4 separate regions of the Sus scrofa genome follow, and regions 2, 3 and 4 are each linked to region 1. The links are chromatin contacts, called in public HiChIP or PLAC-seq and promoter capture Hi-C maps. All regions are on one chromosome and are shown on one strand. Each heading gives the region's core, a stretch centred on a gene start, on an enhancer-like site or on the middle of the called end of the contact. The rest is flanking DNA. Distances are from core to core; before and after follow the strand shown.

Region 1 (6,894 bases), core at 1,962-4,461:
GATTGAACCCGAGTCCTGATGGATACTAGTGGACTTCCTTTCCGCTGAGCCACAACGGCAACTCCTGGGTGTGGCCATTTAAAAAAGAAAGGAAGCCAGTTTCTCCTGGTAGCACTTAAGTGTCCTCTCCCTCCATCCCACCTTTCCTCTCATCTGGCTCTAAATACTTTAGCCATTTTGAGCATTAAACAGCATTCTGAGCCCTTTACCTTGAGTGTGGTAGTCAGTTCCTCTTCGGTCAGCACTTCCTCCCGCCCAATCACAAAGGCTCCCTCTTCCCCTACCATCTCCAGTTTGCATAAGAAATCCCAGCGTTCATACAGTAGGAGCCGTTCAGCTTCAATTTTGGTTCCTGTACGTAGAAAAGCATGAGTGTGAAAGTCTCATGCCCAAGAGCTTATTTCTCCTTAGTCTACCACTTCCTCTACAAAAAAAGGGGCAACTGCTATTTAGCAGAGCAGCTGGGGCAGGGATGGAGACACATTAGACTAGTGTCCAGTGTCTAATCACTCACCTTGTAATGCTGCTTCACGAACTGTCACCATCTGAATATCAGCTGTGTCATCCTTGTTGTCAGGATATGGTTCAACAAAACCGTACATGTGGATCAGTTGCCAATTAGCCATTTGCCCATAAGTGTTGAAAATCTCATGGCCTTTAGGAATGGACTGAGTGGCCACCATCCGGAGACAATTCTGGGGTGGAAGGGAGAAGCTGGGGCCAGGCCCTTCCCAGGCCAGCCCCACGAAGATTACTTCCCTCTTTAGAAAAGCCTCCAGCAGGTATATATAGTTCAGCAATGAGACTGAGACTATACCTACCAACATTCTACTGTAATTCCTGTTAAGATCCTGTACTGTAGAATGAGAGGGGTGAGGCTTATAAAGGTCAAAGGTCAGACCAAAGTTCTGGTAGGTGAAATCTATTCACGCACCTCCAGCACTAAAAGGCTGCTAGCTATAAAACAATTAGGAGTTCCCATTGTGGCAATTAATATCCATGAGGATGTGGGTTCGATCCCTGGCCTCACTCAGTGGGTTAAAGAATCTGGCGGTGCATGAACTGCATGTAGGTCACAGATGCAGCTCAAATCTGGCGTTGCTGTGGCTTGTGAAGGCCTGCAGCTCCAGTTCCACCCCTAGCCTGGGAACTTCCATATGCCTCAGGGCAGCCTTTAAAAAAAATTTTTTTTCCCCCAACACAAAGTACACACAGCAAGTGAAGACAAGGATTTAAAAATAACAGCTATTTCCTAATTTTTAATTCCTAAACTCAGATCTTTCATTAACTTTCCATTTAGCAGACAACTGATAGAAACACAGCCCTGGTGGAGGTTCCCTGTGGCATAGTGGGTTAATCTGGCCTTGTCACAGTGGCTAGGGTTGCATGCTATGGTGCAGATTTAATCCCTGGCCCAGAAAAAAATAAACACAGCCCTGATATCTTAAACTTCTGACTTAAAACACACCCTCTCTTCCTGAGAAGTACTGACACTAGCTGTTCCAGACTGCTGTCCAGAGGGCCTCAAAACAATCTTGGCTTACTGGCACTGCACAAAACAACCAGCATCAAATGATGGTGTATTGTTTATCAGAGGCTTAACCCCAACTGTCTTTGAGATGTTCTGTGTTCAGATGCTCTCAAAGTACACAGAGGAGGAGCTAATTTCACCTACCCATTTTTAGCATGAGAATGGAGCCCATTTAGTTTAGCTCAACTGCCAGGTCAGCATAAGCAGCACACTGGTTTTGCATCAAATGCCCAATCATCAATGCACGCAAGAACAAGAACTGGGAGGTATCCACTCACTGGAGAATACTCTAGATTGGCATTGTGATTGGCTAAGTGGTTTAGTATGTCTGCAGCAGGCACCATCAAAGGGGAGTTTGGTTCCTTTTCATCTTCTTCCTCCAGTGGTTCCTGAAAGCTGCCACAGAGAGAACTTTGCTAAAGCCCAGTGCAGGGGTGAGAGACCAGCTGGGGTTCACTGTTCTGTCCCCTCTCCTCCCTCAATAAAGTTCTAAAGTGGTTCTTTTCAAGGTTCTGCTCACTGACCTGTAGGCCATCACAAGAGCCACAAGCTGGTGGTAGAGTTCCAGAGAGCGAACCCTGGGGCTGAAAAGATCAGGGTGGGCTTCCATGAAGGGCAGCACGATGGAATAATACTCGCTGCGGATGTTGGCCAAGTCCTTCTCCACGGCCTCAGGTACGCCTGTGCCCTGCAGCAATCGCCGACGCTCCTCCTCTGGCCTGCAGTGACACCCCCACCCAGGTTCTTCATACACTAGCAGCTTGGGAACCTCGTTCCAAGGGCAGGGTGATTCCAGCCAGGTTACGGTTCTGGCGCTCCCCGGATCTCCCCTACGGCTCTCACCAGAACATGGGGTGCTCCAAGCGGCCCAGCTCGGGCCAGAGCGCAAAGTAGGGACTCCAGGGCGAGGCCGGGGCCTGCAGCTCATGGAGCAACGCCAGCAGCAGCGGCACCCAGCCCGACTGGCTCTGCAGCGCGCCTCGCTCTGAAGGAAACACAGAAATCAGGGCCCTGGCCGGCCCCTCTGGCCCGCCTCGGTGTCCTACCCAAGCCAGCGTGCCCACCTCGCTCCAGCAGGCCGCTGATGGAGCAGGTGTGCTGTGACAGAACTGCGGCCCGCGGCACCACGAACAGCAGCTCCCCGGCTGCACGCTCTCCCGGGCCACCATGCCGTAGCCGGCCACCGTGCCTTGCCGGCTCACCGCCACCTGAACAGGGGGAGCGACGGGTCAGAACTGGCCCGCGGCCCCGTCGCGCCCGCCTCCACCTCGCCACCCCCGCCCGCCCGCTCCACTCACCTTGGGGCTCAGCTCCAGGCCCACCCGCCGGCACCAATCAGGAAGCCGGCCACCGGGGCCGGGTCGTCGCCGCCTGCAGGCCCCGCCACCTGAGATAAGCAAGCGCAGTGGCGTGGACCGGCCAAGGAGAGCTCGCTGGGGGCAGAGGAGCCGGCGACGCGCGCGGAGGAAAGGGCTGGGGTTGGGGGAGGGGCTGCGGAGAGGCGGCAAAGGACCCGCCGCAGGGCGCGGAGCCGAGTCCGGGCCAGCGCTGCCGGCGAAGCGCGGTGAGGAAAGGTTGGCTCGCGCCCCCAGCCGCGACTTACCCGCCGGCGCTTCGCCCGAGTCGCCATGGTCCGCGAGCGCTCGCCCCAGCGACCCCTACACCCGCGCGGGCGCTTCCGGCGTACGGGGGGGAGGGGCAAGGAGGCCTTTCTGGGGCGGGGCCTATGTCTCCGCCCCTGGACCACGTGACGTTCGTCTCGGCTTCCAAGCAGAAGATGAATTAGGGTTTGCACCTGGTCACATCATTCCTGCTGAGAACGTCCTTGAGGCCAGGTGTCCCCAGTTGGGTTCAGAAAAAGTGCGGCCAGGTGCAGATAGATCTGTCCCCTTGCCGCCTTGAGACTGGTCTGAGCCAAGCACAACCCTTCCCCTTTTCGGTCTCTGAAAGCTGAGACGCTTCGGGGTAGAAGGCGGGTTTGAAGCGCAAAATCTGATTTCTGGATGAGACGCTAAAGCCTCGCGGCTGGCTGGCTGGCTGTGAGCGCACTCAGGTGGGCAGCCCCCTCCCTTCCTGATCTCTATGCATTTTTACTCAGTCCTTTTATTTGCTCAGTTAGAGCAGTTTGCACATGTGTTTCGGAGTGGTGTGGACAGGGCTCCCAGAGCTAGAATAGACCTACATAGCACATGGGGGGGATACTTTTATTTACATGCTTTTTTATAAACTCAATATCCATTTATTGGGTAAATGGCTGGGAGGATGAATCAGAAATGGTAAACATGGGGAAACAGCATGCCATTAAATTTTTTAAAATGGTGCAGCGAATATAGACGTTACAGGCCTCAGTTTTGAAGTCAAATAATGCCAAGGCCAACTCCCAGCTTGGCTTCTTATGAGGAGTAAATTCAGTTTTCTCAGCTGTGAAATGAAGATAATAATATCCTGTGGAATTAGTGCAGGGATTGGTAAAATAATGTGAAGAGATCTAGAAATACAGAGATGGTTGGGAAATGCCTGTCTTCCCTCTCTGAACGTTCCTCCCCACTTAAAACCCAAGAAGCACCAGCCTCATCAGCCTAAGATTCTGCCCACCTGGAAAGCTTCCCATGATGGGCACAGCATCACCATACTCAAATTCTTCTTAGTTTCTTTATTAGGTTTTCAGCACAGTTAACTCTTTCTATGTTGACAAGGGTTTTTGTTTTACATTTTGTCATCTCAAAGTCTCATGACATCAAGCCACCAGAAAACACAAAAGTAGGCTTTGTACAGAGAGGAAAATAATAAATTCCATTAAAATTTCACTTTGACCAAAGAAGAGACAACTTCCGATGGAAAACCACAGGCAGGAGGACTCAATATACATATGTATATATATATATAATGTATAGATATTTATAGATATCTCATCTGAAAGAACACAGAAAAAAAACAAAAAAAACAAAACCAAAACGAAACCCAAGATTCACAGCGCTATCTACATACAGTAAGAGGGATTAATTCTACCAGCTCTTCAAACTGTCACATTCGCTATTCAGAGGAAGCACGTGAGTGAATAGAACTGGGGACGCACTAACACTCCACTGGGCTCTAGAAGAGTCTAGAGTAATGGCTTAAGATTCTAGTAGGGGGTGATGTATGCAGAGGAAATGTGGATGCACGTGTCCCTCGGCTCCAGAGCACCCCCCATCCCCCCCCCCCCCACAGCCCTGCATTTTTAACTGCTCTCTCCTCTTCTTTTTACTCACTTTGGGGGTTGTGGCAATTGATTTAGGCCCAGAGACAAATGGTTTCTGGGCCAGGAGATTCTAAGTGAGTGAACGGGAAGAATATGGCCCGGCCCTGGGCATCAGGGGGCAGGAGGGGGCTGGGATGTGCGGGGAATCTGCCTGGCCCTTGTTCCCTTCAGGAAACTTCACCTCCCAGCCCAGGACCCATCTAGCCCCAGCCTTGAGACTACCCCGACCAGCTAGGATGGTGGTGTGAGACTGCCAAATCCCGCTCCCTCGGACCAGATTTCTCCAAAGGGACTCTCTCAGTGATGCCTGTGTGAAACACTGGCAGAGCTCAACCAGAACTCTCCCTAGAAACCCTTCCGGCATCCTTGGTCATGCTGCTACTGATTGAGTTGTCCTCTGTGAAACCTGGGGGCAAGAAGGGGGTCTATAGGAACTCTGAGCCACCACTGCCTGCCGGCTTCCAAAGGCAGTCACCATCCAGTTCTCCGAGATATTGTAGCCTTTAACCTCTGCCCTAGTCAGTGCCCCATGGACACAGGATCAGGGGACTTTCTGCCTCAGAGCCTTGGCTCAGAAATGGGACAGAGCCAGGAGGCAGCAGAGTGTGGGCTGGAAGGGAAGTCTGTGGAGTTCCTGCTCTCAAGGTCCTCCGTGTTCTGTCGTCCTTGGGCAAAGAAACTCCTTTCAGCCCCTGCCTGCCTGGTCTTACAGCAAGTACCAGGCCTGCCCAGAGAGCACCAGGAAAACTGCGGTCTGGTAGGAGCGCCCCCTTGCGGCTACTGTTCAAATGATTGTCACATGTGCCTGGAGGGTCTGGGGAGAAAGGCGCCTGCAGGGCTCCAGGGCTCCTGCCCTGGAGGGCTCCCGCTGCTGTCTCCTGGTTCTCATACCAGTGTCGGAGCTGGACCCCGTGCTCCTGCTGTCCCAGAACCCACCCCCTCAAAACCCTATCCCTTCTTCAAACCTCCCTTCCCAGGGAGTCAACCCATGCTTTCTTTAATCCAGAATATTACCCTGGATCCTGGCCAGAGAAGGACTCAAAGCCTCTCCTTAGCTAATCCCCTTCCTCCCAGGAACCCTGCCCTGACTGTGCCTGGGCCGTGGGGATGTGGGAGAGAGGGACTAAGTCAGCCAAGTTAACCAGGAGAGTGCAGGGGCAGGGTCGGGGGAGTGGGCCCCTCAAACCATCTGGAGACTGCTCTGCTGCAGCGTCTAAGCTGGAGCCCCTCATCTTTTTAAACAAAGGAGACGTAACCCTGTTTCCTCCCCTTCACCCTCACAAAAACAAAAGGGGAAATGAGCCATGTGAAGATGGCAGTGGAACATCAATGCGGGCGGGGAGCAGGGGGGCATCTTTGTGGGACCAGGGGCTTCAGCAGGACACCTCCATGGTGTGGTTGACCTGGCCCAGCCCCTCACTGCTCTCCGAGTGGGTGCAGGCCTGCGGGCGGCTGCCATCCACCGAGCTGGCACTGGTGAGGGATGCTGTGCGAGAGCGGGCAAGACGGGTCATGCTGGCCGAGGGCACTGTGGACAGAGAGGGCACCAGGATGAGGACCCGCGGGCGGGCCGGGCGCCAGCAGGTGAGAAAGGGATTCACGCAAGCAAAGCGGCCAGCGAGACCCGTTCTTTCCACCGAAGGCACAGAGGCCCCTCCCAAGCGGGGGTTCTACACCCGCTCCGTCAAGCCCGAGGCATGCAAGGCCAGCCTCGCGGGGAGTGAGCAGAGGGGCGGGGGCCGCAGGGGCCGCCTCACAACCGCTGGCCAGAGCTGTGGCCCAACCGGGTGCCCGGGTGTTGAGCTGGTGCAAGGATGGAATGTTCTTTCCAACTCCGCCCTCCCTCAAGAGGGATGACGGGCCTGGGGGACTAAGACCACGTCTGTAAAGAAGGGCAACGCGTGGGGGCCTCAGACGGCCCTAAATCCAGCTTCTGCCCTCACTCGGAGTTTCCCAAGTGAGACCTGCAGGGAGCGGATTCTACCTTCCTGACCTCAGCCAGCCACTCATCCAGCTCAGGCACGGCCCGGCCCTGACCCCGGGGGTGACACCTCTGAGAGCCCGAGCTCTGCCTCTGAGAGGTTCTGGTTCCAACGGGCTCTGGCAGCCACGGGGCCCGCGG
Region 2 (6,894 bases), core at 1,784-4,283, 250 kb after region 1:
CAAGTGTCAACATTTCTCCTGAATCTCTCCCCTCTCCCCGTTCGTGCTTGTGCTCTCAGGAACTTATGTCTCTCTGCAGAACCGTTTGAAAGTTGCAGATATTATGATACTTCATCCCCAAACATTTGGCATGTAATTTCCAAGATCAAGAAAGTTTCTTGCCTAAACACAATATAATCCTCTCACTCATAAAACTGAACATCGATACTTTGATACTTTTATGTATTCAAGTTTCCCAAGTAGCCCCAATACGGTGTCCTTTTATCTGCATTCTTTCTCCTTCCCTTCCTCCCTCTCTCCTTCCTTTCCTTCCTCCCTCTCTCATCGGGGATTGAATCCAGAATTATACACTTTATTTAAAATAGTTACATCTCTCAGTCTCCTTTAATCAAGAGCACTACTCCAGAGGTTTTTTGGGTTTCTTTCTTTTTTTTTTTTAGAGTCCAGGCTAGCTGTTTTGCAGAAAGCTCCCCAGTTTTGATTTGTCTGATTAGATTCAAGTTAAGGTTTGGCGGCAGATGTTGTGTCCTTTCTTGGTGCAGCACATCAGAGGGTCCCTTGGTCCTTTACTGGATGATGTCAAGTGTGATTCAGGATTAGAGTGATGACCTCCAGGTTCCCCTTTGTAATTAACACGTGCTCTGTAGGGTAACACTGTATTCATTGAAAGCCTTGAGCTGTGGCAAGTGCAGGGTGAGCCAGTGGTGAGCACCTACCTAGACTCAGTTTTTGCTCTTATGCTGTTTTTACAGTGGAGGAAATAGACAATAACCTAAGAAACAAATAATTACAAGATATGCAATTTTCTGAAGAATGTGGATGGGTGTTGAGCACTATCAACTCTAATATTTAAAATGAACTTAAAGCACTGGGAACTATATCTAGTCACTTATGATGGAGCTTGATAATTTATGTGTGCCTGGGTTGCTGTACAGTAGAAAATTGACAGAACACTGTAAACCACGTATAATGGAAAAAAAATCATTAAAAAATAATAAAATGGGAGTTCCCGTCGTGGCGCAGTGGTTAACGACTCCAACTAGGAACCATGAGGTTTTAGGTTCGGTCCCTGCCCTTGCTCGGGGGGTTAGGGACCCGGCGTTGCCGTGAGCTGTGGTGTAGGTTGCAGATGTGGCTCGGATCCTGCGTTGCTGTGGCTCTGACGTAGGCCAGCAGATACAGCTCCAATTAGACCCCTAGCCTGGGAACCTCCATATGCCATGCGAGCGGCCCAATAAATGGCAAAAAAAAAATAAATAAATAAATAAAATGAACTTAAAAGTGAGACTTGGAGAGGAAAAAGGAGTCAGGCAGAGAAAAATGGAACTGGAGGGGGTAGAGGTGATGTCGGCCAAACTTGGAGGGTAGAAAAAACTGAAAGACGGGCATCTCAAGGAGAGCAATGTGTAGGGAAAGGCCCTGGTCAGATAATAATCATATTGAGCACTCAGTATCTGCTAGACACTGTTCTAAGTGTTTTTCATGGTTTATTTTGTCTAATCTGCTCCATAGTCGTGTGAGGTAGGTGCCATTACTGCTTTTATTTTGTAAAATCCACAGCATAGAGAGGTTAAGTTATTGGCCCAAGGTAACACAGCTTGTAAGTAGCAGAGCTGGCATTCAAACACGGAAGGATCTAGCTTCAGAGTTTGTTCTCTTAATTGTATCAAGAAGGAGGAAGCAGGGCCTCACCTAGAAAACAGAATATGAAAAAGGATTGGATTCAAAGCAACCCAGGCTGAGTGATTAAAAAATGTGGGATGGAAAAGCAAGACCAAAGAAAGGCCCAGAACATCAAGGAGAGAAGAGTGTTCAGGGCTAGAAGGCAACCTAATAAAATAGGCCAAAGTTTGGTTGGCCACCCCACCCTCAGTCCATACCCAACTCCTAGCCTGTCCCTTCAAGGCAGGACTCTCACAATTCTCCTGCTCTCTGTCCTCCCAAACCAAACCAAGGTATTTCTATGGTCTCAAAGTGTCTCCACACATTTTGCTTATTAATTACAAAGGGAAAAATAGGAACTTTACAGTGAGTAACTTGGCTGACTCCAACTTAACCAAGTGAGGATATGAACATAAAGAGAGTTCTTAGGGAAGGTTCTGGAAGGATATTTTGGGGAAAATGTAAGATAAGGGTTTTGTGGATGAAGAGAGAAGGGGAAGTCTGGAGGTTCAAGAGTCTGTGGGTGGCAGGGGAGAGTCTATCAGGGAAGATGGGCTGTCTCTGGGAGGGGTGGGGAAATCAGGAGTTGGAGAGGTTCTGAGTGAAAAGAGCAAGTTTCATGAGGGAGGGACTTGATGGGAACAGTTTGGGTGACAAAAGTGTCACAGCAGGGTCGGTATGAGAGGTCTGGTGGTGAAACTCTGGATGACGAAAGGGTAGAGAGCTTTGGGGTAGGGGGTCTCTAGGAGAGTCCTGGAAGAGTAGGCGAGGGGGCAAGGCTCTAGGACAGCAGCCTGTGGGCGGGGAGGCCCTGTGATGAGCGCTTTCTGCCAGACCAAGGATGGGTAGATTTGGAAGGGGATCCTGGAGGGGCGGGGTCAGGGGCGGGACCAGGCCGGCGGGCGGGTCCCCCCGCGCTGCAGGGGGCGCTGTGAGGCTGGGCGGCCCCGGGCCGGGCGTCGGCCGCTCCTAGTGAGCGCGGCCCCTTTTCCGGGTTTCCTCCTCCTCCTTCTTCGCCGCCGCTGCCGCTGCCCCTTTCCCGGCCGGCGGCTGCCGCTGCTGGTGCCGCCGACGCCGCCGCCGCCGCCTCGGGGCCGCGAGCCGAGCGGAGGCCGCCGCGGAGCGCGAGCGCCATCCGCCCCGCCGTCCCGCCGGCAGCTCCAGGGCCCGGCCGGCTTGGCCGGCGCCCCCCGCGCCCCCAGCCCGCCCGCCCCCGCGGGCCCGGCCTGGCGCGGCCGCCCGCCGCTGCGCTCCTCCTCCTCCTCCGGCGGCCCGCGGCCCGCCGCCTCCTCCGCCCGCCGCCCCGCGCCCCCCGTCGCGCCGCCGCCGCCGCCCTCGGCGCCCCGCGACGCCCCCCGGTCCCGCCCGCCATGCCGGGCCCGGCCGCGGGCAGCAGGGCCCGGGTCTACGCCGAGGTGAACAGCCTGAGGAGCCGCGAGTACTGGGACTATGAGTCTCACGTCCCGAGCTGGGGGTAAAGCCGCCGCCGCCCCCCGCCGGGCCCTCTCACTCCCACCCCCGCCCGGCCGTCCCCCCACCCCCCGCGCAAACCGCACTTGTCCCCCGCTGTCTATCTCCTCGCCTGCCCCTTTGCTGGGCCTGCGCTTCTCCGGTCTGGGGTGGGAGGTCCACTCCCCCCACCAGTGCCCTCGTCTTCCTCTCCTCCCTTCCGCTTCTCCCTCCCCGTTGTGCGTACCCCTTACCCCAGGGTATACTTCCTTACAAGTGTAGGGGTCCAGGGACCAGAGCCCGGTGGGAGTAAGGGAGCAGCCTTTCCTTTTACGCTTTGGGGTTTCTATTGGGGTGGGAAGTCAGCAGCTGTCCTCTTGAGCTATTAAAATTCTTTGCTTTTCTATTTTTTTGAAATGAGGATGGGTGGGAGGAAATTTTTTAAGGATGTCCAGATTCGCAAGGCAGGCGGTGTCTACCTTCTGGGTGTGCAATAGAAGGCAGGTGCTGGGCGGAGGGGCACCTCTGGGCCTCCGGGATGGATGCTTTGCTCACCTCTAGATTGAGTCAGACCCGTGCCTTCCACCTTATCTCCCCTAAGTTATGAGGGACCAATTAGGTTAGGAACTGCGTCTAGTGCGAGGAGCCAAGTTTATGTTGTGGCTTTCATTTAGGGAATGAGTTGTGGCATGATGTGTAGACACTTCCAAGTGCTTGATTAATGGAAGCGCCTGGATGGGGTGTGTAGTGGGCATAGGCTTGGTTAATCCTAAGTCCTGCCATTTATATTTGTCGCTCTTGGCTTTCACAGTAATCAAGATGATTACCAGCTGGTTCGAAAACTTGGTCGGGGAAAGTATAGTGAAGTATTTGAGGCCATTAACATCACCAACAACGAGAGAGTGGTTGTAAAAATTCTCAAGGTGAGTGTCTTATGAGCGGCGTTAAAGTTTCTTTTTCACAGGTCAGAAGGATATGAACTATTTCAGCCACATTCTCCAATGAGCAGTTTGAGCTCTCATTTTGCATCTGTTCTGTCTGATGTCCCTCTCCTACTCCTCCCACCTCATTTTCCTGTGAACTTTCAAGAAAATCTGCAGAAATAGGCAGACCTGTTTCAACTCTAAGTGTGATGGTTCAGGAACATGCTTGTTCTGAAATGTAATTAAAGGCTTCCAAAGTGAAACTTCCAAAGGGGCTCCATTTATTAGAAAATAAATAGGCATTCAGAAGCAAAAAGAGCCTTTTCATGAAGATCCTATCAACGCAAAGGCTCCTCAAGTACTGTATATGTTATTCCAGAAAGTTGTAAAAAAGTAGCTTCAAGGATGCATTTGAAACCTGAGTGGAGGGAACCACTCCTGTGGAAAAATGACTTGTTTTTTCCTTCTTGGTGTTAAAAGTTTCAGGTAAGATGGATATAGTGAGCCAGTAGTGCCAGGAAGATTCATTGTTGCTTATCAGCTAGTAAACGTGAAGTTGGGTTGTTTTGAATTAAAGCAAAACAACCTGTCTAGTTTATAGAACCCTGAATTTGTTAAAGATACCTTTTGTCATCTCTTGAAGGAAGGCTTGATCTTGATGAACATGAAGAGTTGGCTAAATTCTCTTCTGAGTAACTGGTTGTGTAGCTTTGATAATGTGTCAAAGGCATATAAAAAATAATTCTTAGACTCTTTTCAATGATCATTGCCTGATCATTTAATGTGCGTGCATGTCATTTAGTGAAATCACGAGAAGACCAAAGAGTTGATTAGTAGGAGCATATAAGCACTTTCACATATACAAGAGTTCCAATGTGGCCATTTTGGAGAGGCTCTGCGAACAAGAATGTAGGATTGAAAAGCTGTTTTTGTGCCTTAAGTAAAGTTGGGGCAGCTGTGTCCCGATTTAAAAAGGGAGGTCAGGCTTCGACTATCAGAAAATCACCTTTCAGAAAAGTGATTGACTCTGTTACTGCTACCATTCTAGCCTTGTGATGAAGAGGCAGGTTTGCAGAGAAATAGGCAAGTTATTTGTGCTGTCAGAAACACTGGGGGGGAGATGTGAGGAATTGATACTGAAGATAGGGAGTTTGACTCTCCTCTTCCCTAAATATGAACTGCTCCTACAAAGTCACGTGGTCTTTATTTTTTTTCTTCACAAATATTTAAAGAAATATTCCCATCAGAGAAGTCACCTGGGAAACCATACAGTTTTTTTCTGTTAAACATTAGCATAAATGTTTTTAATAGAGCTACTTAAAATCTCTCTAGGAAATAAGCAAGGCATAAATTGACATTAGGAGTACCCATATCCCACTGTTGTGCAATCAGAAGAATAAACTGCTGACTCTAAAGCAATTCCAGAAAAATGTCTAAACTTTGATGTGATGGTAGCATTTTTAGAGTAAGTATGCAACTTCCTGTGGCGTCTTTTGAAAGGGAACCACATTCAGGTGTGTATATAAGTAATAGTACATTCATTTAGGGAAGTGTCATATTGCCCTTTTGTCATCCTTGTGGAGAACTTCATAGCCTCAGTTGCTGGATAGTTTTCCCCTGCTCTAAAGATTTATAGGATATGTTTAGGGTACCCGATATGGAAACTGAAGGACATTTTTAACCAACCAGAAATTTAGGCACCAAGAAGCATATCTAACGTCACTATGTTGAAATAACCCTTGGCCAGAACTCCTGTTTCCTATTTTTTTCCTCTCTCTTACTGTTTGTTTTAGTGTTAGGTTGTAAGATCTTAACATTGAGCACAGAGTAAGTTCCAGTGTTCTAGAATAAGTCTTGGGAGGCCCCTGTGATGCTCTAGTTAATGAAGTGTTAGTTCTTAGATCTTTTTCACACACGTTCTTTTCAGGGTGCAGCCTGAACCACCTTGTTTCCACTGGTGAAAACTACTCTCAGTCTCCGTTTTTCAAAGCCCTATGACATTTCTGTCCGGATTTGTTCTATCTGAAGGATGGGGTTAGAAATTGCCTAGGATGGGAGTTCCCGCCGTGGCGCAGTGGTTAACAAATCTGACTAGGAACCATGAGGTTGCGGGTTCGGTCCCTGCCCTTGCTCAGTGGGTTAACGATCCGGCGTTGCCGTGAGCTGTGGTGTAGGTTGCAGACGCGGCTCGGATCCCGCGTTGCTGTGGCTCTGGCGTAGGCCGGTGGCTACAGCTCCGATTCAGCCCCTAGCCTGGGAACCTCCATATGCCGTGGGAGCGGCCCAAGAAATAGCAACAACAACAACAACAAAAAAAAAGAAATTGCCTAGGGTACTGTTGGATTTTCTCCTTCTAACCAGCTGAATTAAAAGTAGGTTAAAAGTATTTTATATATATATAAAAGAATAGGGGTACTTCCCGTTGTGGCTTAGTGGGTTAAGAACCCGACACAGTGTCCATGAGGATGCGGGTTTGATCCCTGACCTTAACTCAGTGGGTTAAAAAACCACTGGTGATGCAAGCTGCAGCATAGGCTGCTCGTGTGGCTCTGATTCGACCCCCTAGCCTGGGAACTTGAATATGCTGAGGGTGCAGCCATAAAAAGAAAAAAAAAATTAAAAAAGTAAAAAGAGGAGTTCCTGGTGTGGTTCAGTGGAAACAAACCTGACTAGTATCCATGAGGATGCAGATTCAATCTTGGCCTTACTCAGTAGGTTAAAGATCTGGTATTGCCATGAGGTGCGATGTAGGTCACAGACATGGCTCGGATCTGGTGTTGCCATGGTTGTGGTATAGGCTGGCACCTGCAGCTCTCTTTGACCCCTAGCCTGGGAACTTCCATATGCCACACTTGTGGCC
Region 3 (6,894 bases), core at 2,148-4,647, 180 kb before region 1:
CATTAAAAAAAATGATGCTCTCAAAGCAGATGGGAAAAGAGCAACATTTACTAAGAAATGTGCACAGATACAGCACATGATGTTGGACAAAATATGTTCCAAAAATAAAGAAAATCAATTATAAATTACTCCCTTGATGTTGTAAGAGACTCCTTTGCCTGTTCATTTTCTTTGATTCATTAGCGATTTACTTATTTATTAACATCTCTCAGTCCTGGTTCCGGCACTGGGCTGGGCACCAAGATTATATTAGTAAGAAGACATACAATTAAGTCTTGCTAACTTAAGCTTGATGAGAGAACACCAAGCTGGTAGTATTCAAACTAAGTCTGGCCTAGAGATATCCTCAAACGCAGTACTTTGTGTATTAGATTTTTTAAGATTTTAATTTTTTAGATCAGTTTTAGTTTAACAGAAATATTGAGAAAAAGTAGATGTATATTTCCCATATATTCTCTGACCCAAAACACATGGAGCTTCGTCCATTATCAACATGACCCACCACAGTGGCACATTTGTTGCAATTGAGGTGCTATATTAACACATCTTCATTATCATCCAAAGTCCACAGTTTACACAAGAATTCATTCTTGGGGTTGTACATTCTATAGTTCTGGACCAATGTATAATTTCATATATCCACAATTATGGTATAATATAGAGTAGTTTCTCTGCCCTACAAATCCTCTGTGCTCCACTTACTCATTCTTCCCCTCCCTGCCCCTCAACCCCTGGCAACCACTGTTCTTTTTACTTTCTCAATATTTTTACCTTTTCCAGAATGTCACACAGTTGGAATCACATGGTATGTAGACTTGTCAGATTGGTTTCTTTAACTTACAATTAGTATTTAAGTTTCTTCTGTATCTTTTCGGGGCTTGATACATCATTTGTTTTTAGCCTTGACTAATATTCTATTGTTTAAATATATCCTAGTTTATTCATTCAGCTACTTAAAGACATCTTGGCTGCTTCCAAGTTTTGTCAATTATAAATAAAGCTACTATAAACATGTGAGTATAGGCTTTTGTGTGGACATAAGTTTTCAATTCCTTTAAGTAAATGCCAAGTAGCACAACTGCTGGTTTGTATGGTAAGAGTATGTTTAGTTTTGTAAGAAACTACTAACTGTCTTCCAAAGTGGCTGTAACATTTTACATTCCCACCAGCAATGAGAGTTCCTACTGCTCCATATCCTTGTTAGCATTTGTACTGTCTGTTTTCTAGATTTTAGCCATTCCAATAGGTGTGTAGTAGTTTCTTACTGTAGTTTTTATATGCATTTTCCTGATGATAGATGATGTGGGACATCTTTTAATATGCTTTTAACTATATGTATATCTGCTTTGAAGAGGTGTCTCTTAAAGTCTTTGGCCCATTTTTTAACTGGGTTGTTTGTATTCTTACTGTTGAGTTTTAGGAGTTCGTTTCATATTTTGGACAACAGTCCTTTATCAGATATTTATTTTGAAATATTTTCTCCCTGTAGATGGTTTATCTTTTTATTCTCTTGACACTGTCTTTTATAGAGCACAAGTTTTTAATTTTAATGAAGTTTATCTTGGACTGTACCCTTGGTGTTGTGTCAAAAGTCATCACCAAGCTCAAAGTCATCTAGATTTTCTCCTACAGTCTTGCATTTTACATATAGATCTGTGATCCATTTTGAGCTATTTTTGGGAAGAGTGTAAGGTCTGTGTATAGAATCTTTTTGTGTGTGTGTGTGTGTGTGTGTGTGCATGTGTAAGTCCATTTGTGCTAGCGCCATTTGTTGAAAAGATTATCTTTGTTCCACGGTATTACTTTTGCTTCTTTTTCAAAGATAAGTAAACTATATTTATGTGGGCATATTTTAAGGTTTCTATTCTGTTCCGCTGATTAGTTTGTCTATTCTTTCACCATCTTGTTTACTTAAGATTACTTTACAGTAATCTTAAAGTTGTTAGGGTAGTATTTGTTGATATTCACAAAATAACTTTCTGGGATTTTGATTGGGATTGCATTGAATCTATAGATCAAATTGAAGAAGTGACATCTTAAGAATACTGATTCTTACCACTCATTTTTTTTTTTAATTTAAGTACCTATAAGGGCTTTCTTTCTTTCACTTAAAATGTGTCCTCTGGACAAGCAGCACTGGCGTCAGCTAGGAACTCATGAGAAATGTAGACTCAAATAGCCCACACCACTTAGAAGTATGCGGCTGGGGAGACTGAAGTTGTCAGGGATCAATTTGTGAGCAGGAACAAAATTTGAAAGAGGCCAACATCAATAATGAAGGCAGTGAAATCTTATAGGATCTTGAAGTTTGTTTTTCTTTTGCTCGTTGTTCATATAATTGATACAATTATGAGGATTTCCATAAGTTATTATTTCTTTGTACTGATGAGATTGTGTTCTTATAGTGAGAGGAATGCTCTAATTTATTGTGCATTTGTAAAACCCTTCTACTGGTAATACAATGAGTTTCCTTTTACTTTGCTATTTTGCAAGACCTGTAAAATTGCTACATGATATTTTAGATGTTGTACATATGAATTAGTATTTCATGATGTCTCCAGACAATTGATTTAGCTCTGACTTTTCTTTCAGATTTGAGATTCTAGTTTCATATACTCACATGTCTCAAATATTTAAAACAAAGCAAAAGCAACAAAGACAATCATCCTTATTCCACAAAATATCAATGAGAAAAACTGAAGCTTCCAAGAAATGAAGGAATAAGTAGTACCTAAGAATGAAGCAAGTTTCCCCTTTGTTTTCTATCTCAAAATCCTGTTTCTTCCCTTTATGATGTTCACTAAATATGCAATTGTTATTTTCTTTTAAAAATTTTTGCCTTTCTTACCAGAATGCATATTCAAAGAGGTTTTGTGCTCTTTCTACTTTATTCATGATTGTATCCTGGACTTAGGTCATAGTAGGCACTTAACAAGTATGGTTTCATTGAGTTTAATATTTTAAACATAAAATTACCTTTATTAATATTTACCACTAGAGGGCATCTTCCTTCCACTTTACAATACTAGTTCTAGTCCTTGTTCTGTTTTTTAATTAGAGCTATTGAGCACACTTTATTAACCTGTAGAGATAAAATATTTCAATCTATCATATCAAAGTATTAAGAGCATAAATTCTTTATGGTACATATTATATTAAAATACATATATTAAAAAAAAAAGATTTTGTTTTTGTTTTCCACTTGCCCTCAGTCAGTAGAAAGACGTCATTTCACTGCTAAAAGGCTGCAGAGAGAAAGGACTGAGACTGAAATTCTGGAACTCATCAACTTTGGCAAAGTCACGACGGGATAAGTTGCCCCTGCAGTGGTACGGTCCCCAGGGTCACACGGACCCAGTGGTTTAAGCCACTAGGAACAGAGAATAACAGTTCCTCACATCTGCGGTTGCTCTGAGAGCAGGAACTAACATGACTCACAAAGTGTGGTCATAAAAGACCACGTATTAGTATTGAACGATTCCATCTGCAGGGAAAGATCCAGAAGAGGCAAATCTATAAAGACAGGAAGTAGATGAACGGTTACCTAGTACTGTGAGGGGTGAGGGGAAACGGAGGGCAGTTACTGAAGACACAGGGTTTCTTTCTTTTTGTTTTTTCTTTTTTTTGTTTTTGTTTTTGTTTGTACTTTTCTAGGGCCGCACCCATGACACATGGAGGTTCCCAGGCTAGGGGTCTAATCAGAGCTGTAGCCACCGGCCGACGCCAGAGCCACAGTAACACCAGATCCAAGCCGCGTCTATAACCTACACCACAGCTCACGGCAACGCCGGATCCTTAACCCACTGAGCAAGGCCAAGGATCAAACCTGAGCCCTCATGGATACTAGTCGGGTTCGTTAACCACTGAGCCAGGACGGGAACTCCAGACACAAAATTTCTTGGGGGGATGATAAAGACATTCAAAAATTGCACAACCAAGGAGTTCCTGTCGTGGCACAGAGGAAACGAATCCGACTAGGAACCATGAGGTTGGGGGTTCAATCCCTGGCCTCACTCAGTGGGTTAAGGATCCGGTGTTGCTGTGAACTGTGGTGTAGGTCACAGATGCAGCTCTGCAGATCTGGCCGTTGCTTCAGCTGTGGCACAGGCTGGTAGCTGTAGCTCCAATGAGACCCCTAGCCTGGGAACCTCCATATGCCAAGGGTGCGGCCCCAAAAAGACAAAAAAAAAAAAATTGTGCAACCAAGCAGGACCCTATGGGGCCTCCCCAGGATAGGACCCCCCCCATGTCCTCCACCTGCCTTTGTTTGTAGAAAAACTTTAGCCTCCTAGGCCTTCCCCCCCAGTGCCAAAGAATAAATTCAGAGAAGTAAAAAAGTACAGAAACAAAGGAAAACAGTCAAGCAAAACAAAATAATAATAGCTTAGCCATTAAACAAAATAAAGGACATTTAGTTCCTCCTCTAGGTACTGTAGATAATATTCTGAGTCACGCCCTTTGAGCTGTTTTGCAAACACTGAAACCTCAGCAGGTGGAAGAAGTTCACTATAGGCAGACCCCTGACCTGGTGGAGCCAGAAGGTTTATGATATTGACTCCTGATGACCTCACCACCAGCCAAACACATGAACGTCCACAAGCTGATCACACACACTGCAACCCTCTCCCTCACTGTCTAAACACTCACCGTCTAAACACTCACCGCCTTATCCTCTACCCCACTGTCTTGGGGAATCTCTCTAATGTAATCTGAATAAATCGGGGTTCGCAGTGCCCATCTCAGCTTGGTATGGCATTCAAGAAAACATACCCCACTTTAAATTACTTTAACATTCACTTGTCTTTTTTTTTTTTTTTTTTTTTTTTGCTTTTTAGGGCACTCGAGGCATATGGAGGTTCCCAGGCCAGGGATCAAATAAGAGCTGTTGCTGCTGGCCTACACCACAGCCACAGCAACGCCAGATCCAAGCCACATCTGTGACCTACACCCCAGCTCATGGCAACACCAGATCCTTAACCCACTGAGCAAGGCCAAGGATCAAACCTACGTCCTCATGGATGCTAGTCAGACTCGTTAACTGCTGAGCCACAGTGGGAACTCCTTCCTCACTGTCTTTAAAAACCACTCCCTGAAAGCCCTGGGGAATGTGGGCTTAGCTTACCTGCCTGGACTTCTTGCTCAGTGCCCTGCAATAAACACTGCACTTCCCTTCATCGCAAGCCAGTGTCAGTAGACGGACTTACTGCATGTGCACAAGCGGACCCTAGTTTGGTTTGGTAACAATTGTGGTGATGGTTATAAAACTCTGAATACACTAAAAATCATTGAATTGTACTCTTTAAATTGGGGAATATATGGTATATAAATGATGTCTCAATAAAGCCATTCCAAAAAACACTAAGCTAAATTAAAGCATAAACTCTCTTCATGCAAAACCTGTCCTTTGGTGGCTGGCTGGCAACCATCCTCTCATCTAACCTTTATGTTCAGAAAATCTTTTCAAAATCAAGAGGAGATTTATTCCCAGGGTAAAAACAAGTATAATAAATGCCTTCTGGAGTTCCCGTCGTGGCACAGTGGTTAACGAATCCGACTAGGAACCATGAGGTTGCAGGTTCAATCCCTGGCCTTGCTCAGTGGGTTAACGAGCCGGCGTTGCTGTGAGCTGTGGTGTAGGTTGCAGACGCGGCTCGGATCCTGCGTTGCTGTGGCTCTGGCGTAGGCCGGTGGCTACAGCTCCGATTCAACCCCTAGCCTGGGAACCTCCATATGCCGTGGGAGCGGCCCAAGAAATAGCAACAACAACAACAACAAAAAAGACAAAAAAAATAAAAATAAAAATAAATGCCTTCTGCTTCCTAATTATGTCCTTTTTTAAAGTATTATTTAATCCAAAGGGAGCATCTACAGAAATGCAGGTGAAAAATCCAATAAGTTCCGATAACTATCAACTGGAATTTACATTATCCAATTAATCTCAATGCTGGCAAAAACCACTCCTTTGTTTTGTTTTGTGGGGAGAAGTAAAATCTCTTGAGAGTGGCAGGAATGAAGACCTGTTCTTCAATGCACTTTGTGTTTGGTTAGTGAGACTGCAATGACACATCCCCGAGCCTCGGGCTGAGTGTTTTGCTAAAATAGGAAAAAATCAGAGTTCCCGTTGTGGCTCAGTGGTTAATGAACCCAATTAGTATCCATGAGGATGCAGGTTGGATCCCTGGCCTCACTCAGTGGGTTAAGGATCTGGTGTTGCTGTGAGCTGTGATGTAGGTCAAAGATGTGGCTTGGATCTGGCATTGCTGTGGCTGTGGTATAGGTCGTCAGCTACAGCTCTGATTCAATCCCTAGCCTGGGACCCTCCATCTGCCGCAGGTACGGCACTAAAAAGACAACAAAAAAAAGGAAAGAAAGAATCCCTCAGGGATACACAAGTCTGGGGTGGTACTTATGCTACAAGATGGGCTTCATCACTAGAATTATCTTTCTAACAAAGACAAATTACCTCCTAAGTTGTATAAGACCCTAAAGAATTAGACGACTGAATCTAAAGTCTGGCTAAGACTTGAGCTGAGATTCAGCAGGATGGCACCTGCCAGGAGACCCCTCTTGGCTGGTCTGCACAAAGGTGAGCAATGGCAGCCGTGATGGCACGTACTCCTCGAGGGACTGTCACACACCACGGTCTCATGTGATACACTCCACAGTCACTGCCGGGGAATAATTTAATTACATTTATTTGCAGATGCTGAAACTGCAGCTCAGGAGTTCCCATCATGGCTCAACAGTTAATGGATCTGACTAGTAACTGTGAGGAAGCAGGTTCGATCCCTGGCCTTGCTCAGTGGGTTAAAGATCCAGCATTGCCATGAGCTGTGGTGTAGGTGGCAGATGCGGCTCGGATCCCACATTGCTGTGGCTGTGGTGCAGGCCAGC
Region 4 (6,894 bases), core at 2,052-4,551, 140 kb before region 1:
GGTTTTTGTTTGTTTGTTTGTTTGTTTGTTTTTTAAGTATAAGGCAAAAGATTTATTCAATCTGAAGAGAAACCAGAGTATTCCAGGCAACTATTTTTTAAAATAAGAAAAAGAGTTCCCTGGTGGTCTAGCAGTTAAAGATCCCATGTTGTAACTAACTAACTGCTATGGCACAAATTCAATCCCTGGCCCAGAGAATTTCTGCATGCTGCAGGTGAGGCCAAAAAATAAGAAAAAGGAAAAGTTACCCAGTGACTCAATGAGCTAAGGATCTGGTGCTGCCACTGCCATTGTGCAGGTTCAGTCTCTGGCCCAGGAGCTTCTGCATACCATGGGTATGACAGAAAAGAAAAGAAAGAAAAAGGAAACTTTCTCAGGAGGGCCGATATAACTGACCCGTGGGCCAGCCATTGGGTTCTATTAGACCAAGCAGGCTTACATCTAAACAACGAAAGTCCGGCTCATTTGGCCAACCTGAGAATTTTGTTTTAAGCTGTACTTACTTCTAGCTTTTGGAATTTTCTTTTCCATGAAAATTATTGGCTTGGGAGTTCTCCTTGTGGCGCAGCAGAAACATCCTACCTGGTATCCATGAGGATGCAGCTTTGATCCCTGGCCTCGCTCAGTGGGTCAGGGATCTGGCGATGCCATGAGCTGTGGTGTAGGTCCCAGATGCAGCTCAGATCCTGTGTTGCTGTGGCTGTGGTGTAGGTTGGTAGCTGTAGCTCCGATTTGACCCCTAGCCTGGGAAGTTGCATGTGCTGTGGATACAGCCCTAAAAAAAGAGAAAAAAAAATTATTGGTTTATTTATATCTAATAACTGAAAGACCAACTTTTTCTTTTTTTTTGAGTGATAGCCTTATAAAAATGTTGAGAATTGGAGTTCCCATCGTGGCACAGTGGTTAACGAATCCGACTAGGAACCATGAGGTTGCAGGTTCGATCCCTGCCCTTGCTCAGTGGGTTAACGATCCGGCGTTGCCGTGAGCTGTGGTGTAGGTCTCAGATGCGGCTCGGATCCTGCGTTGCTGTGGCTGTGGCGTAGGCTGGCAGCTGCAGCTCTGATTAGATCCCTAGCCTGGGAACCTCCATATGCTGCGGGAGCGGCCCAAGAAATGGCAAAAAGACAAAAAAAAAAAAAAATGTTGAGAATAGTATTGCCAATCACATATTGATGAGGCATTTGCATCCAGAATATATTAAAAACCCTTAACAACACAATAATAAGATAGGTCTTCCCATCATGGCTCAGCGGAAATGAATCTGACTGTTATCCATGTGGATGGAGGTTCAATCCCTGGCCTCACTCAGTGGGTTACGGATCCAGCATTGCCATGAGCTGTGATCTAGGTCACAGACATGGCATGGATCTAGCATTGTGGTTGTGGCATAGGCCGGCGGCCTGTAGCTCCCATTCAACCCCTAGCCTGGGATTCTCCATATGCCGTGGGTGTGGCCCTAAAAAGACAAAAAAATAATAGAAGGCAATTAATACCCAGAAAGGGGGTCTGCATAGATACCTTTTCAGGGAAGCATACTAATGGCCAACAAGCACATGAAAAGATGCTAACATCATGAGTCATGGGGAAAATATAAATCAAAACCACAATAAGAATCACTTCACACCCACTAGGATGGCTATAATCAAAGATATATTAAGGGTTATCAAGGATATGGAGAAACTGGAACCCTCATACACTTCTGGTCAGAAGGTAAAATGGTACAACTACTTTGAAACAGTGGCACTTCCTCAAAAGGTTAAACCAGGTCGAGTTTCCACTTGACTCAGCAATTCTACCTCTGCAATTCTATGTATATACCCAAAATTGAACCCCCTGCTGACTCAGCAGGTTAAGGATCTGGTGATGTCACTGCCATGGATCTGATTACTGCTGTGACACAGGTTTGATCCCTGGCCCAGGAACTTCTGCGTGCTGGCATGCTGTGAGCAAAGCCTACACACACACACACACGCCCACACATACACACACACACACTGATGTACACAACAACTTGCATGAGTCTCTGGGCAATTATGCTTGTTGAAAATAGCCAATCTTAAGAGGTTACAACTGTAGAATTCCATTTATATAACATTTTTTGAAATGACAGACTTTTAGAAATGGAGAACAGATTAGTGGTTGCAGAGACTTACAGAAGGAAAGCCTTGCTGGAGGGAGGTGAGTGGTTATAAAAAGGCAGTAGGAGGGATCCTTGTGTTGGAAAGGTCTGGAATCCTGAATGTGGTGATTTATAAACCCTCCCCATGATTAAGCTGAATAGAAGTAAACACACACCAAAAAATGACTTCAAATAGAACTGAGGAAATTCGAATATGATCAGTGGATTGTGTCATCAATATCCTGGTTGTGATATGGTACTATGGTTTTGCAAAATGTCACCACTGAGGGAAACTGGGTAACCAATACGAGGCTCTCATCAGCAAGGACCTTTGATGCATGAAGAGGTAGGTGGAATGGAGAGCAGGTTCTCCTAACATAGATGAGGACATTGGAATGCTAGTGACTATGTGACAGCTTGCAAGTGGCACACAGTCACAAACAGAAGCCAGGGCTATGGACACCCATTCATTCAACCAATACTTAATTATATGAGTGACATCAGTGCCTCAGTGTTCAAGAATCTAGGCCCTGGGGTTAAGGCCATGAGCAACACTCAAACCAACCACAGCTCAAGGAGGTAAAAATGGCCCCTCACTGTCCTCAGTGAAAAAGTCCAGGGTCAGCAGTTCCCGTTGTGGCGCAGTGCTTAACGAATCCGACTAGGAACCATGAGGTTGCGGGTTCGGTCCCTGCCCTTGCTCAGTGGGTTAACGATCCGGCGTTGCCCCGTTAGCTGTGGTGTAGGTTGCAGACGCGGCTCGGATCCCGCATTGCTGTGGCTCTGGCATAGGCCGGTGGCTGCAGCTCCGACTGGACCCCTAGCCTGGGAACCTCCATATGCCGCGGGAGCGGCCCAAGAAATAGCAAAAAGACAAAAAAAAAAAAAAGTCCAGGGTCAGAGCTGTGGGTGCGAAGACAAGGGAAACAAAGGAGGATTAATGAGGCCAAAGATCTATGGCCCATGGCATCCAGACTGGCAAAATCATCAATTGCTCTTCCTAGGAGTAGGAAGGAGTGTGTGATTTGGCCAAGGGGCCAGGACTAAAAGTAACCGGATAAACACCGGCGGGCAGGCTGCCAGGCTGATTCGGAACAGTGCCATCCCCTCGGGCATAAGGAAGCTGGTGTCCAAGATTGACACCTGCAGAAAACTACAACTCCCAGCATGTCCCGCGGCCCACCCAAGGCCAGAGTCATGTGACCGCTGCTCACGTGTCGCTGCAGCCGGCCGGGCTTGAGGCACCGCAGGTAAGTGACAGGAGGTACAGGTTGGTGAAGGGTGGAAATATTAGGTCCCGGGGTCCCCAGGGCCCCCACTGAGGAAAAGCCCTGCCCACACCCTCAGGACTCCGCAGCCCGGTGTCCTCCGCCACACGCCCGCGCTTGGTCGGACTGGCCCCACCTAGTCTCCTTAATCACTCCTAGGCCGGATCAAGCCCCGAAGCCCCTCCCTAGTTTACCCGACAGCAACCCACTCGCCTCGGGCCTGTAGATCGTCCCTGCCCTGGGTGCGCGCTGACCCACTCCCAATGAGCCCACTCCTCATATTTCTGGGATCCAGTCCCAGGCTGGCCTGGCAACCTGCTCCAGTTGGGGTCTGAGGGGGCCTACCGCAATGGTTAAGCCCCTGGCCTGGGCACGTGGGCGTTAGGCTTCTGTCTCTGGCTCTGCGGTCTAGTCCCTGTGACATTAGTCTAGACTCTTTCCTTCCATGGGCATGTTCTGAGCTGCTGTTCCATTCTGTGAGTTAAAACGCCTCAGTTCCCCTCACTCCGCTCACCAGCACAGAAACAGCTCAGCCCCTTCTCACTGTTGACAGCAGATTTTCTGTGAAGTTTTAAGAAAGAAGACATCGGGGGCCGGAGAGAGAAGTAAGGAGACTCAGATCCCAAATCTTTGGGGAGAAGGAGGTGTAAAGAGCAGCTCTCCCTCCACCACAGCCAGACAGGTGGAAAGAGCAGGTAAGCTGGGTACGGTGGTGTGGGGGTAATATGCAGCGAAGGGGAGCTGAGAAATCTTGGGCTAATGTGGAGACCTCTGTGTCTTCGACATGAGCAGGAAGACATGGTCTCACAGCTTCAGTAAGCACTAACTTTGCAGAGCTCTCTGTGGGGCTACCCTGGAAGCTGGAAGCCCCAAACTGCGTCCACTACTCACTGGTTTTTTGCTGAGTTGCTGACTGGGTGGCAGGTTGCGTAAGAGGAAGCCCTGCGGCATCTGACTGGTCTTTCTGGACTTGGAGTCAAAGAGGAGACACTTCCCCTGGAGCTGTGTCCCTTGGTTGCATGCTTGGTGACAGATGTCTGAAAGCACCTAAACTCCCCCTTTCCCCTCTACTGAGTATGAGGCTCCAAACTTTGTTCAAGCAGTGGGACTCACTAGCCATTCTAAACCCATCAGTGTGCTGAGGGCACGGGAAGGGATGCTTCTGTGATGGGCAATGGTTAGGTCAGTCATGTGGGAGAAGAGTAAGAACTGCCCTGAATTTTTTTTTCATTAAAGCAAAAATAAAACCTTTTTGGAGTTCCCGTTGTGGCACAGTGGAAACGAATCCAACTAGTAACCATGAGGTTGTGGATTTGATCCCTGGCCTCGATCAATGGGTTAAGGATCTGGCATTGCTCTGAGCTGCAGTGTAGGTCGAAGACACAGCTTGGATCCTGTGATGCTGTGGCTGTGGCGTAGGCCGGCGGCTACAGCTCTGATAAGACCCTTAGCCTGGGAACCTCCATATGCCATGAATGCAGCCCTAAAAAGCAAAAAACAAAAAACAAACCAATAAAAAAAAACTTTTCATTGGAGCCCAAACATGGGTTATTCATATATTTGGCTTTCTTTGTTATCTTCTTTACTTAGCAGTCTTCTGAGGGGATGTTTCTATTGTATCATATGTGGAAATTAATTGCTAAATGTAGAACAAAAATAATCCTGAGTGGCACATGAATTTTCAAGTCATTTCACAGAGAAGCAGACAGAATTGGCCTGGATTTTGAAGGGCCTTGAAAGCTCCATAGAATTTAGATTCTGGGTGGGAGCGAGAGATGCTGGACTGTAAGAAATTGAAATATCCACGGTTCTGGGTGAGGACTGTTCTTGGAATCCTGTGGTATGGAAACAAGCTGGGAAGCCAGACAGATCTGGATCTAAATCCTGCTCTCCACCTTGCCTGCTGTGTGACCCTGGATGAGTGATTCGATCTCTCTGAACCTTATGACCACTGTCATAAGGAATAAATGCGATAAGATATGTCCATGACCCTCCAGACCGAGCGTGGCTCTAGTGCCAATGTGTTAATGCCCCCTCTTCTGTGTTTATGTCTTATTTACCTGATAGGTCTGTAAGCCTGAAGCAGGCAGGAGTTGCATCTGACCTATTTCTGTCTCTGCCATCTCACACCATGGCACCCAATGCATTGTTCTGCACAGAAGCTCCCCGAGGTGTAGATCTCAGCCATCTGAGCTGGGGGACATTGTTTCACCTTTCCGTGCCCATCCTGTGATAACAGTAGTACCTGCCTTTCCCATCTAGGTTGAGGAGATCCATAGCCCACAGGCCTCCTAGGATCGAAGCCCCAAACAGTCTGGTGTCACCCTGAAGCTGAAGGTGTTCCCTCAGCTCCCCAGGAGATGTGGCCGTGAGACAGAACCCAGAGACCCTGCAGGAAGAGGACTTCCAGGGCCATGGCCCAGGTCAGCATCAACAATGACCCTGGCGAGTGGGGCTTAAGCACGGACTCCGGGGAGCGTGCCCGTCTCCTGCAGAGTCCCTCTGTGGACATAGTCCCCAAGAATGAGGGGGAGACCTCTCCTGGGGGTCTGGACAGAGGCACCACTTCCACACTTGGAGCCGTCTTCATCGTTGTCAATGCCTGCCTGGGCGCCGGGCTGCTCAACTTCCCAGCAGCCTTCAGCACTGCTGGAGGCGTGGCAGCTGGCATCGTGCTGCAGATGGTGAGTGCGCAGACCGGGAGGGCAGAGGTGCAGTTCAGGTGGTGAGTCTGGGCTCTTTGCCTCAAAAGGGAGACTTTGGATCAGGGATGGTCAGTCCGTGACACACCCCTCTCCCTTCTGTCACACGTGGCAGACATCACTAATCTATTGCAGCATTCTTTCCTCTGAGGCCAGACGAGGCTTCAGAAGCCTTTCTAACAGTCAGGGAAGTTTGGACATCACCTGCCTATTTAATAATTTTGTGATTGTGTTTAAAAAGCAGGCCTATACCTTTTAGAACTACCTAATGAAATCCTGACTGATGAAATGATATAGTAGATTTTATTTTGTTCAAAATAATCCAGATTGGGAAAGGGCATAGATGAAAAAAGATTGGCTATGAATTGATGGGGTTTTTTTTGTTTTGTTTTGTTTGTTTTTTGGGTGCACCTGCGGCATGTGGAAGTTTCCAGGCAAGGGATCGAACCCGTGCCGCAGTTGTGGCTTGTGCCACAGCTACAGCCACACCAGATCCTTAACCTGCTGTACCACAAGGGAACTTTCATGAACTGATGATTTTTTTTTTTTTTTTTAGTGAGACAAATACGTGTTTATTAAGAGAGAAGAGAGAGAAGATAGATGTGGAGGAAGCACAGGCATGCTCCAGTGGTGAGGGGGGAGCAGAGGGAAAGCGGGGAGCAACAGAGAGAGAGAAAGAGCAGGAGAGGAAGAGTGGATTGATGTTTATGAAGTTGACTGGTGGGTTCTAAAGGGTCCATTATACCATTCTGTCTACTTTTGTGTATGTCTGAAATTTTCCTCAAAACTTTTGTTCTTGAAG

Evidence for each region. Promoter capture Hi-C pulls out the DNA fragments that hold promoters and counts their contacts. HiChIP or PLAC-seq counts read pairs in DNA pulled down with a chosen protein or histone mark.
Region 2: an H3K27ac HiChIP or PLAC-seq map of alveolar macrophages shows a contact between it and region 1. The contact joins the promoter of CSNK2A2 here to the promoter of SETD6 in region 1. A contact is called at or near these places in 1 of 47 Hi-C or Micro-C datasets (epiblast stem cells) and 1 of 2 datasets of contacts at active chromatin or transcription factors (alveolar macrophages).
Region 3: a contact with region 1 is called in an H3K27ac HiChIP or PLAC-seq map of alveolar macrophages. The contact joins the enhancer-like site here to the promoter of SETD6 in region 1. A contact is called at or near these places in 2 of 5 promoter capture datasets (fetal liver and liver), 5 of 47 Hi-C or Micro-C datasets (embryonic fibroblasts, fetal liver, heart right ventricle and 2 more) and 2 of 2 datasets of contacts at active chromatin or transcription factors (alveolar macrophages and skeletal muscle).
Region 4: a promoter capture Hi-C map of fetal liver shows a contact between it and region 1, with 4 times the contacts expected there. The contact joins the promoter of SLC38A7 here to the promoter of SETD6 in region 1. A contact is called at or near these places in 2 of 5 promoter capture datasets (fetal liver and liver) and 1 of 2 datasets of contacts at active chromatin or transcription factors (skeletal muscle).

Annotation. Positions count from the first base shown.
Region 1 is chr6:20,262,857-20,269,750 of Sscrofa11.1, reverse strand. It overlaps SETD6 (N-lysine methyltransferase SETD6), which reads right to left and starts at 3,211. Exons shown (of 11, transcript XM_003355790.5): 1 at 3,135-3,211; 2 at 2,870-2,918; 3 at 2,830-2,867; 4 at 2,679-2,739; 5 at 2,596-2,676; 6 at 2,375-2,516; 7 at 2,056-2,250; 8 at 1,810-1,927; 9 at 515-695; 10 at 210-352. The coding sequence starts at 3,161. It overlaps NDRG4 (protein NDRG4), which reads right to left. Exons shown (of 17, transcript XM_021093970.1): 17 at 4,170-6,300. The coding sequence ends at 6,146.
Region 2 is chr6:20,012,863-20,019,756 of Sscrofa11.1, reverse strand. CSNK2A2 (casein kinase II subunit alpha') reads left to right here and starts at 3,033. Exons shown (of 12, transcript XM_021093948.1): 1 at 3,033-3,136; 2 at 3,923-4,034. The coding sequence starts at 3,033.
Region 3 is chr6:20,446,429-20,453,322 of Sscrofa11.1, reverse strand. No RefSeq gene overlaps it. Among named protein-coding and RNA genes, the nearest start is that of GOT2, 18 kb to the right of the region's middle. Within about 2 kb of position 3,397, at least 11 of the 83 cell types and tissues checked have an H3K27ac peak or open chromatin away from gene starts, as enhancers often do. A contact at or near this core is called in alveolar macrophages, fetal liver and liver, where this site is marked.
Region 4 is chr6:20,398,140-20,405,033 of Sscrofa11.1, reverse strand. It overlaps SLC38A7 (putative sodium-coupled neutral amino acid transporter 7), which reads left to right and starts at 3,301. Exons shown (of 13, transcript XM_021097090.1): 1 at 3,301-3,372; 2 at 3,960-4,085; 3 at 5,653-6,074. The coding sequence starts at 5,805.